Linked DNA regions of Mus musculus: all the other regions are linked to region 1. A link is a contact called in public HiChIP or PLAC-seq data. All regions are on one chromosome and are shown on one strand. Each heading gives the region's core, a stretch centred on a gene start, on an enhancer-like site or on the middle of the called end of the contact. The rest is flanking DNA. Distances are from core to core; before and after follow the strand shown. Region 1 holds the start of Nufip1 (nuclear fragile X mental retardation protein interacting protein 1). Region 2 has its middle 14 kb from the start of Gm52138. Region 3 overlaps Gtf2f2 (general transcription factor IIF, polypeptide 2).

Region 1 (3,563 bases), core at 789-3,288:
CTGGTCTACAAAGTGAGCTCCAGGACAGCCAGGGCTATACAGAGAAACCCTGCCTCGAAAAAACAAACAAACAAACAAACAAAAAAAACAAAAAACAAAAAAAAACAAAAACCAAAAAACAGCAAGATTATGAAAAATAAAAGATTTGTTATTACAATTTGGCTTGGCTTCCAACTCAGTTAAGAAAAACTTGGGATTCCCAGTCTTCTCCTAAAGTTCCAGCTGTCAGTCCCAATCTTCATAGTTTTTTGAACTAGTGGTTCTCAAACTTCCTAATGTTGTAACCCTTTAATACATTCCTCATGTTCTGGTGACCCCCCCAACCCTAAAATTACTTTCGCTGCTACTTTATAACTGTAATTCTGCTGCCGTCACGAACTGTAACGTAAACATCTGGTATGCAGCATATCTGATCCGCAATCCCTGTGAACGGGTTCTTCAACCCCTAGGTTTTAAATAAACTTCACTGGTTTTAACACTCACATTTATTTGTAAGCATAACCCCTACTAAGTCTGTACCAAGACAGTTGTTTGTTTTTTGTTTTGTTTTGTTTTTTGTTTTGTTTTGTTTTTTCGAGACAGGGTTTCTCTGTGCAGCCCTGGCTGTCCTGGAACTCACTTTGTAGACCAGGCTGGCCTCGAACTCAGAAATCCACCTGCCTCTGCCTCCCGAGTGCTGGGATTAAAGGTGTGAGCCACCACCGCCTGGCACCAAGACGGTTTTAATGTTCTTTCTTTTCCTATAATTTCATCATTTATTTTTCAATACTATTTTGTTTCAACATTTTACTTATAATTAAGTTCCTTAAACATACTACCCAAGTAAAGCTCTCCATGTCCACCACAGATGTGAAACACTGACAGTTACAACTTAATATATAGAGCAGTAACATTCAAGTTCAAAAGGCCACATTTATCATCTTGGAATTACCTTCGTTTTCTGTTTTCTGTTTTGAGGCAAATTGAATTTTGCATCATGTGATCGTGGAAAATAAGAATGTGTAACTAAAAAAGAAAAGAGGGTTTCATTTAAGATTGCAAAGGTACAATTGTTTATTGATCATTTTTTTCTTAGATTAAAAACAAAAACTGTGTAGGTAGCATGGAGTGCAGGTACTCTTGGAGGCCAGAAGAAAGCTATCGGCTCCTCTGAGGCTGGAGTTACAGGCAGTTGAGAGCCCAGTGTGGATGTTGAGAACCGAGCTTTGGTCCTCTGCAAGAGCAATAGAGTCTCATCGCCAACCCATTTCTCCACCTCCCCCCCAATCAATCCTTTTCTAATGCATACATACAATCATTACTTCCTAATACCTAGTTTTATCTCCTGTATCGCGTCTTCCTACACTGAGGGGATAGGAAGCTCTCAAAAGGTATGGATTTTTGTATGTTTTGTTTACTGCTATGCAAGTAGTCCCCAGTTTTATAGTTGGGTTAAATTAATAAAATTTTGGATGAGCAGGTGGCAGGAAACCTAGTGAGACACATTTTGAATACTCATTACCAGCCTCCAAAACTACAGCGCAAAGCTGAGAGATAAAAAGAGAAAGCTGGGAGAGGAAAGAAAGAGAAAGTAAAGTAGGGCCACTAGGAACTGCAGCTTACCCGGAGATTGGTAAGACGTGTGGTACGTGGAAAAACCATTAGGAGACAATCCCCAGTACCAAGGCGTGGAGGCTTGCAAATTCCAGGCCTGCTGGCCGCTGAACTGAGATTGAGCATCGGGCGGAGCCTGGGCATCGAAAGGAGGCTGCGCCGCGGGAAGAATCTGAGCATCGAACGGTGGAAGCGCTCCGGAGGGAGGCTGGGGCAGCACGTGAGGCTGTCCCTTCCGGCTCTGCTCCGAGCCCGCCACTGGGGACGACAGAGGAGGTGGTGGCGGCGGCAGCATGGCCCAGTACACCCAGTTGTCCCGCGGCGGCGCAGCTTCGCTCGGAGTCCCGGGCGCGGGAGTCAGATCCGGGGCCGAAGGCCACACGGCGGGTGCCGGTTCAGCCATGCCACCTAGCAAGCAGCGAGCCCAAAGTGCAACTGTGGAACTATCATTAAGCGTCACTTCCGTTACAGTAATCTGGCCAATGAGCCCATCGCGGGCTTACGTCATCAGACAAAGCCGGAAAAACCTTCGGGCCTTGCAGCAAATCCTGGTCTACACCGTCCAGCCTGGGTTTAGCTAAACTGCGTGTGCAGGTTGGCTTGGGCTTTGAGCGACTGTGCGTCGCAGCGAATGGCTAGGGACCTGATCGGGCCGGCACTGCCGCCAGGCTTCAAGGAGCACGCGACAGTTGAGGACGAGGAACGGGACCCGAGCCCGGGTAAGCAGCAGCGGGCGTCTGCACTCCCGGGAAGGACTGGCGACCACCGTGGAGTGGGCGCGGTCCGCCCTGGGGGAAAAGCTGGGCAACGCCTGAGTGTTTGGGACCCGATCATCGTTAAAATGACTATACAGTCCCAATTTGCTATTATTACGAATAGGACTGTGCTAACTGATCAATCTTCGTCCGGTCGTCTGTTTAACCCTTCCATCAACTGTATAAGAAAAGATGATGGATGGTGCATGTGTTACAAATGATGACAGCGGCTGATGAATCGGTGCCTAAGACACGCAGCTAGTCCGTGATGAAGCCCAAGTTAGAACCTAGTATCTCTATATCTTCAGATTTACAAGACTCTTGCCAAAGATCCTGTGCCTCTCTCCTCCCCGGCCTGACTTCCCGACCTCATTCTATCATTCCATCTTACACAGCAGCCCAGTGCCCACACAGTTCGAGTTTATGCTTTGACGATAGACTTTTGGGGGTGCTATGGTTGTACTTAAATGCCTGACAAAACGTCCTTCATATACCAGTTTAAGCGTCACCTTCCCGAGCATTGTCACGTCTTCCTCCGGGTTTTCCTCTCCCCAGTTACGCTAATATTTAACACATTCTGTTCAACTAATTTGTGGATATCTCAGTCTCCACCAATTCACTGTGTCTTGCAACCTTAACATGCATCTATGCCACATCAATACCTCGCACACTCTTTCATGCTTTTCCGGCTTTAGTGTTTGTTCCAGTTTGAAGGCCGGCGCTGACTCTACTTGGGAAAGAACAAAACTGACAGAATGTTGATCTGACTTTGTTTTTCTGGCTACCCAGAGACTATGTCTCCGGCAGATTCTTCCTTCCAGATCTTATTTCTAGTGCCGTTATTTTTAAAAATTCCCTTTATTCTTTGTTTTAGGAAGGAAATTTCTACCCAGTTAGGTTGAAGAAGTATGAGTGAATTCAATTTGGTAAATCCCCTGCAATTTCTTTACCTATTGTACAGGTAACAGACATTTGGGTAGATTCTGGTTTTGTTTTTGTTTTTAACTCTTACAAAGAGTGCCACTATGCACTGTGTATGTGTGTGCATGTGTATCTATCTGTCTGTCCGTCTATCTATCTCCTCTGTTATACACCCTCAGTTTCAGAATCCTACCAGTTTACCAAAGCCCTCAGTGAGTATAGGAGTTCTGATTGTTCCATGTTCTCCCTAATCATTTTCCTCTGTCTTTTCAATCTGGTGTTTTGAAGCCATAT
Region 2 (3,563 bases), core at 680-3,179, 230 kb after region 1:
CTGAATTCAAATCCCAGCTACCACATGGTGGCTCACAACCATCCATAATGAGATCTGATGCCTTCTTCTGGGGTGTCTGAAGACAGCTACAGTGTACTTACATATAATAAATAATTTTTTTTTAAAAAGGGCATGCTCCCAACACAAATCTCTCCAAGAAATTGCTTCCTGAGCTGCTCTTCCAGAGGTCCTGAGTTCAATTCCCAGCAACCACATGGTGGCTCACAACCATCTGTAACAGGATCTGATGCCCTCTTCTGATGTGTCTGAAGACAGCTACAGCCTGGCAGTGGTGGCGCACGCCTTTAATCCCAGCACTTGGGAGGCAGAGGCAGGCAGATTTCTGAGTTTGAGGCCAGCCTGGTCTTCAGAGTGAGTTCCAGGACAGCCAGGGCTACACAGAGAAACCCTGTCTCAAAACAAACAAACAAACAAAAAAAGACAACTACAGTGTACTCATATAAATAAAATAAATAAATCTTTAAAAAAGAGAGAGAGAGAGAAAGAAAGAAAAAGAAAGAGAGGGAGAGAGAAGTCTCCTAGTCCACAGAAGGAGACTTTGTGCTCATAGGAACTAAATCTCTGGGATGCTGGTTTGTTTGTTTGTTGTTTTTTTTTTTCCTCTTTCTGTTTGTTTTATTTGGGAATTCACTGTGTAGCCCAGGCTTACCTCAATCTCAGCAATCCTGCTTCCGCTTGGGGAATTGCTGGAGCTATCCCAGAAGTGGCTGTGCTAGCCCAGTCAGTAACATGATTACAGATGATACCTCACTGAAAGCTAAAAGGGAGATCCAAGCTGACACCACCCTAGGTCCTGACCTACAAAACTCACAGATGGTGTTTGTTGTTTCCTAGACTACCGTTGAGGGTTATTTTGTAACAGTAATATATAATTAATACAGTGAGTCATGCTAGACGAGAGGCAAGCAATTAGCATATATTTCAAAATAAAAGCTACCTACTTTGAATTCTTTTTACTTTCTTACTCACATGGGGTGTGTGTGTGTGTGTGTGTGTGTGTGTGTGTGTGGTGTGTGTGTGTGTGGTGTGTGTGTGTGTGTAGTGTGTTCACTGGGGATGCAGGTACCATGGTATATGTATGTAGGTCAGACAATTTATAACTTTCAGAATCAGTTTTCTCTCTGTGAGTTCAGGATGAACTAAGTTGTAAAGCTTGGTGGCAAGTACCTTTGCCTCTCTCTCTCTCTCTCTCTTTCTCTCTCTCTCTCTCCCTCTCTCTTCCTTTCTTGTGTGCACAGGCCCATGTGACATGGCATAGGTGTGGAGGTCAGAAGACAGCCCTCTGGAGTCACTACTTCTCTCCTGTCACCTCCTGTCACCAGGGATGGAACTCAGGCAGTCAGTTCTCTGGGCCGGCCTCTATCCACTGGCCCCTTCTCTGCCTCTAGTCAGATTTTTTTTTTTTTTTCTTTGCAACACATGCTTACTTGGGGTATATTTCGCTCACTGCTCTCCTCTGTGGATACACACCCCCACACTCGGGGTTGCTCGCGTCATTCATGGTTGCATGGTTTGTAGCTGGTCGTTGCTTAAGGACCCCAGGAGCAGGACAAATTGAGAGGGTGGGCTGAGCACTTAGTTATCCACTAAGCAACAGCAAACTAGACCTAAAAACAAAGTCAAGAATTTGAAATCCAACCATGAGCGCCTCTCCATCGTCCAGTTCCAGCGAGCCTCAGCTTCTCCGCCCCGCCCCGCCCTGCTCCCCTTCCCCTGTCTCAGGGTCCTTTTCAGCCTCCAGCCCTGAAATCTTCCCGTCCAAGCCTCTTTGTGCTTCAATTTACCTTGGATTCTTCAGGTAGCAAGCGAGCTCCCTCTGCTGGCCGTCTAATGAAACACATCATCCAAACTGACAGGGCCCGCCCTTTGAAACAGAGGATGCTCATACAGAGTTGAGTGCTGGGATTAAAGGCGTGCGCCACCACGCCCGGCGAAATGTTTTTTCTTACACACAGAGTACATGCAGCAGCTAGAAGTATGGTATCCAAAAAGGGAAAAACAGCCACTTACTGTACTGTTTTGCTCAGTTACAGACATTTTGTCATTCCTTGCCACGTTTATCTAGATACAGATAGAGTGCAAACCACCGGTTATTATTAGTTGTTCTGATTTTAATAAGCTGCCTTATTGCCCAGTTTAATTCTCCTAGAAAGCCTCGGAGAAGGGATTGTGAAGTTTGTTAGATTTTGCGTGAGAGCTGGAATACCAGAGTTGACTCATCTCTTACTTTTCTATGTTTGTTCTTGTCAGAACCCCTGGGACGTGGTTTCAGGTAGTAAGTCTCAATTTGTTCACCCTCTCGTCTAGAACCCCCCACAATTGTATCGTGGCTGCCTTCCTCCTTCCTTTGGGGAAAGAAAGAGCAGCAGTGAGACAGCCACAGGAGGCACTATGGGGTAATAGCAGATGTGTGTACAAGGGGTTTTAGACAAAGAGTTCTGGGTGGCGCCTATATGGTTAGGGCGCTGAGTTCTTAAGTCTCTACAAAGAATAAATTCAAGAGAAACCCATACTAACCACTTTGACTATTTTGAATACCTATATAAATAAATTAGCAACAGACTTAGACCAAACATAAAGGTCCCAACAGATCCACTTTCCTTCCCAGGGGAATGTTTGGTATCTTTCTGCTTATAGAAGCGAGACAGCCTTCCCCTCCACTTAGCCACCACGCATTTCAGCGATGAGATGCAGCCGAAGCCATTTGCCTCCTACCACCTGCCTTCGATTGTAAGTTTTCACCTGGATGGCTTTTAGCAACATCGAGTAACAGCATTGAGTTCCATTGCTAAGCAATGGGCCAGGCCTGGGCTCCCCCAGCCACAGTGGGTCGGGCTCCCGATTCACAAAGGAACTTCACTGTACCAAGAAGAGGCTCTTTCGATTTCCCTTGGCCTCTTTCCTTCTTTCCCCCAGCCCCTCCCAATGTGGACACGCTGACATTTTCATCCATCTCAGAACCACTTGGCTCAGCAGGCGCCCTCTTCCAAGCAACTCTCCATCACTCAACTCGAGAGAGGCCAGAAGGCGGCCTTTAAGCCCTGAGTGCTGCGAACCACAAATAGTCTTTTAGGATCCATTTCTCTCTCCTCCAGGCCAAAGCCAGCTTGTTTATGAAATAGCTGCCACCGCAGTGGCCCACTCTCTGTCATCAGGCAGTACCGCTTCTTGCCGTCCCCGGAAAAACGCTAGTAGAGGAGGAGGAGATGGATAATGTCAAGCCGATGAGTTGCCTCCCCACCCACCCAGGCTCATGGGGAAAGCTAGAAGGATGGAGGAGGCTCCCGGGTCTGACAGCGTTCTTTTTGAGTTTGGGTTTTTGAAATGTAGCTCAGTCTCCAGGACCAGGGAGGGCACCGGGGGCACCTGGCTGCGGACCTGCCCCTCCACTCTCCACAGCCTGGCAGAATTTCTAAAGACCAGAGACTTAAAGCCGGGGGGCGGGGGCAGGGAACCGGGCCCCCACACAATAACCTCTTTTCCCTACTAGCCCTCTGGGCCTGAGCTCAATAGTGATCTGAGCTTTCTCTAGAGTGACCATG
Region 3 (3,563 bases), core at 753-3,252, 210 kb after region 1:
TATCTGATAGGCATACATACAGGCCAAATGCCACCCATTCACATAAAAGGTGCTCAAGCCAGACGGAAATCCCCATGTCTTCTTCAAGCTCTGAACTACAAATCCTGGCTTCCAGCTTCAGTTCTTAAGTAAAGATTGCTGCATAGAGACAGCTAATTTCTAACCTAACAGGCCTGGGGCAGTACTGCGGCTTGGACACAGTTGTTCTAACCTCAGCTGAAGAGGAAACTCATTATTGTGTCCTGATGTTTATTCCAGCACAGATAGATCTGTGGACAAGCCAGGAAATGTTTTCTAACAATGAAATACCTTTTTAATGAGGAGGCGAAATGTGTTTTTCTCACAATATGAGGTTCCTTTCTGCTTTTTAAGTAGTGTCATTGATGGTGGTCAGATGTGCAGAAAATAGAGCACAAGCTCAATGTGAGCAAAATATGAATGGAATTTCCCTATAACTGGTAACCAGGGTAAAGAGTGCTGTGCGTGTTCTTGCAGAGACCAGGAGAGAAGGTGTCTGATCCCCTGGACCTGACTGACATTCATATGGTTGTGAGCTACTAGTGTAGGGACTGGGAACTGAACTTGGGTCCCCTGAAAGAGCAGCCAGTGTTCTTAATGAGCCGCCTGTCCACTCAGTTTGAAAGTGTAAAGGTAAAACTGTGAGATCAGTAGCTGCCCTCTGCTGGCTTTTTAGTTCCCAGACAAGCTGCAGAGGTGAGTTTTCAGGCTTGCTGTCATATGGGACCAGTTTTCTTCATGAGAGAGTCTTGTTTATGTTGGGCTCTGTTCAAGAAGCATTAGCAGCAAAGAGAAAAAGCAGCCAGGGCTCTGCATCTGGGGTCTCCCAATCTCACCTCAGCTGCCTGAGCAAGACTGTTGCAGCATCAGAGAGCCTTATTTCTAGACTGGAACTCTCCGTAACTTTAATTATTGATAACATGTAGAGCCACACAAACTGCTGGGCTGGAAAATTAACTTTTCTTCCTTTTTTCACTGTGTAGTCCAGGCAGCCTTGAACTCAGTGAATAGTCTAGCCTGGCTCATACATGGCTTCTTCCCTGCCTCAGCCTCCTAAAAGATTTGCCAGCGCATGAAGTTTTATTTCAAATCATTCTTCCTAATTTAAAGCCTTGTTTGTAGAATAAACTCTGTGTGGACTGTAAGATCAGTGTACCTTAGTACTGAAAGTCACAACCATCACCACAATCAGCTTCAGAGCAGCTCCACATACACCCCAAATCTCCTGCCATTAGCAGTCACTCACCGCAAATCCTAGACAACTGTAGATCTGCTTTCTGCCCTACACCTCATCCTGAATAAGAATTCATATTCAGCTATTTTTCAGAATAAGTGACATGTTCTCCTTTATTAAGACTTGGCTGTCTGTTTCCCAGTGGTTAATGATTTCAGGTATATGTAATGGGTTGTTTTGTCCCAAATTAAACCATTAGAGTCCAAGTTCAGCCTGTTACATATACAAGGAACTATTCCAACATTGTCTTCAATACTGCCTTTAACCAAAGTTAAAGGAGCCACTTCTAATCCCAGCATTTGGGGGGCAGAGACCAGCCAGGGCTATACACGGAGACATTGTTTTAAAATTAAAAAGAAAGTGAACTTTATCTGAAACCTTCAGACCGATAAGACACTTGCCACTGCAGACAGATGAGTCTTTTTTAGCACACAGATATTAATGCAATAATTATCTGGGTTTTCAAGGTTTGAATGAAATGTAGAGACAGGCAGGGTTTTATCCTTTGACCATTTTCACTTCCCATCTGTTGGCTGCTTAGAGTTTTCAGAGGAAGAAACACAGCAGTGGAACCCAGAGAAGACCCAGGATAGGGGTGGGGCAGCAGTGAGGAGGAAAGAAGATAGCTGCAGGCCCTTGCTGCACAGAAGCCGGGCAGCACCTTCCCTCCTGTTCCCAGTTTATTCTGTCTGGAGGGCTGAGAGCATCTGGCCCTCTCTGGCTGCTGACTCCTGTGTGTACTTGATTTCTTAATGAGCAAGCCTGTGCCTCCAGTCACTGACTGCCTCATAAGTAAGGAAGTCCTTTGTTCTCTCCACTGCTCTGAAAGGAGTCAACTTACTCGCACAGAAAATTCTGTCTATAACAACGCCCTTCCTCTTGTGGTACCCCAGAAGACACACATTCCCCTGCACCACCTGGGCACACAGTGGGCACTTGCTTTAAGCTTTTAGGGCCAGTTTTTGTAACTAGATGCCAAGCAGGGTTTGTGATTAACTTACTGAAAGCCTTAGGAGTGGTAATCTCCCTGTCTGAGCTGTTCTTAATCAAGTTCAGTTGAGTTATTATTATGTAAATAATGCTTATCACTGAAATATCTGACAAAATGCAGATCAGGCTTCTTAGGTTTGGTAGAGCTGGAGAAGAAAAGAACTGCATTGGCTGGCTGGCTGGCAGCAGAGAAACTAAATCACAGGCTGCTTGCACCTAGTCCTAAAACTTCCTAAAATTTAAGGAAATTTGAAAACAACCCTGCAGAGTTGTGGCCTAGTCAGGTGCTATGGTTCTGATTCTGTTTTGTTACTTGACCAGGTGAGTAGAATGTGGTCATCTCATTCCCTCCTTGTAGTGAGTCCGTGGGCTACATTACCAAGAGAAAGAGGAGTGCATGGGAACGGCTGGTTTGTAGAATGAAAACTTTTTTGGTTGTGAGCTTAGCCTCTCATCACTGAACCCTCTCTCCACCCCAGTGAAGACTTTCTTACCATGTCATGTTGACCCCTCTTCTGGCTTTTCTGTTTTCTTGGCTAAGATTACAGATAAGCACAGAACTCGGAGTTAGAAGAGCTGCTTTTTTCTGGGTTGCTGAAATGCTCCTGGTGATTGCTGTTTGTGTTTGGGCCACTGCTATCCATCCACAACTGTGTGATTGTTTGTGCAACAGGATCTTAGCAGCCTCACAATGAACCATTCTTTGGAATTTTACAAAGATGTCATTCTTGGCACCTAAACTGAAAATCATTTGTGCCTAACCCATCATTTTCCATTTATGAATCCAGTTTAATTAGAAAGTAGTTTATGAACAGTGCCCCATTTTTCAAGTGTAATTTGAAATAGCAGATGGCAGACGTGCACATTACCTGCTTGCCCAAGCCTAAATGCTTACTCATTCACACTCATGCCTTTAGCAAAGCCAACTATAGAAGGTGTGGGAGGCAGGCAAACCGCCTGGGGAACCCAGGCCTCATTGAGCTCGTTGCTGCCACCTGCTGGGGCCTGTTTGTGGAAGGCTGTCCAATAGACAGATGCTAAGCTTTCCAGTGACCTCACCGAGCTCTAGTCTCTGCTGTTACATTTCTAAAAGACAAGCCTGGTAGTAGTGGTGCATGCCTTTAATTCCAGTACTCAGGAGGTGGAGGCAGAGGCAGGCTGATCTCTCAGTTCCAGGCCAGCCTGGTCTACAGAGAGAGTTTCAGAACAGCCAGAGTTACATAGTGAGACCTTGTCTCAAAAAGAAACAAACTTCTAGATGGCAGCCTATCTGTGGGTTAATGGATTGTGCTCCATTGTTTCAGATCAGCAGGTAGGGATT

What was found. HiChIP or PLAC-seq counts read pairs in DNA pulled down with a chosen protein or histone mark.
Region 2: a contact with region 1 is called in an H3K4me3 HiChIP or PLAC-seq map of embryonic limb bud, with 6 times the contacts expected there. The contact joins the enhancer-like site here to the promoter of Nufip1 in region 1. A contact is called at or near these places in 9 of 39 promoter capture datasets (the 3T3-L1 cell line, the C10 cell line, embryonic stem cells and 4 more), 3 of 15 datasets of contacts at CTCF or cohesin (the NIH/3T3 cell line, embryonic stem cells and pro-B cells), 39 of 484 Hi-C or Micro-C datasets (B cells, the Ba/F3 cell line, the CH12 cell line and 18 more), 46 of 115 datasets of contacts at active chromatin or transcription factors (the 230-238 cell line, the HPC-7 cell line, the NIH/3T3 cell line and 32 more) and 4 of 9 other capture datasets (adipose tissue, liver, macrophages and 1 more).
Region 3: a contact with region 1 is called in an H3K4me3 HiChIP or PLAC-seq map of embryonic limb bud, with 4 times the contacts expected there. The contact joins the enhancer-like site here to the promoter of Nufip1 in region 1. A contact is called at or near these places in 18 of 39 promoter capture datasets (the 3T3-L1 cell line, 3T3-L1-derived adipocytes, the C10 cell line and 13 more), 3 of 15 datasets of contacts at CTCF or cohesin (CD8 T cells, the NIH/3T3 cell line and large pre-B cells), 7 of 484 Hi-C or Micro-C datasets (the CH12 cell line, the HPC-7 cell line, bone marrow-derived macrophages and 4 more), 37 of 115 datasets of contacts at active chromatin or transcription factors (the 230-238 cell line, DN3 thymocytes, the HPC-7 cell line and 25 more) and 4 of 9 other capture datasets (adipose tissue, liver, macrophages and 1 more).

Annotation. Positions count from the first base shown.
Region 1 is chr14:76,109,366-76,112,928 of GRCm38.p6, reverse strand. It overlaps Nufip1 (nuclear fragile X mental retardation protein interacting protein 1), which reads right to left and starts at 2,038. Exons shown (of 10, transcript NM_013745.5): 1 at 1,603-2,038; 2 at 932-1,005. The coding sequence starts at 1,996. It overlaps Gpalpp1 (GPALPP motifs containing 1), which reads left to right and starts at 2,114. Exons shown (of 8, transcript NM_026177.3): 1 at 2,114-2,312. The coding sequence starts at 2,225.
Region 2 is chr14:75,874,782-75,878,344 of GRCm38.p6, reverse strand. No RefSeq gene overlaps it. Among named protein-coding and RNA genes, the nearest start is that of Gm52138, 14 kb to the left of the region's middle. Within about 2 kb of position 1,929, at least 41 of the 459 cell types and tissues checked have an H3K27ac peak or open chromatin away from gene starts, as enhancers often do. A contact at or near this core is called in the CH12 cell line, the HL-1 cell line, the N1E-115 cell line and 3 more, where this site is marked.
Region 3 is chr14:75,899,395-75,902,957 of GRCm38.p6, reverse strand. The region is part of intron 7 of Gtf2f2 (general transcription factor IIF, polypeptide 2); the gene reads left to right. Among named protein-coding and RNA genes, the nearest start is that of Gm52138, 10 kb to the right of the region's middle. Within about 2 kb of position 2,002, at least 86 of the 459 cell types and tissues checked have an H3K27ac peak or open chromatin away from gene starts, as enhancers often do. A contact at or near this core is called in craniofacial prominence, embryonic brain, embryonic forebrain and 11 more, where this site is marked.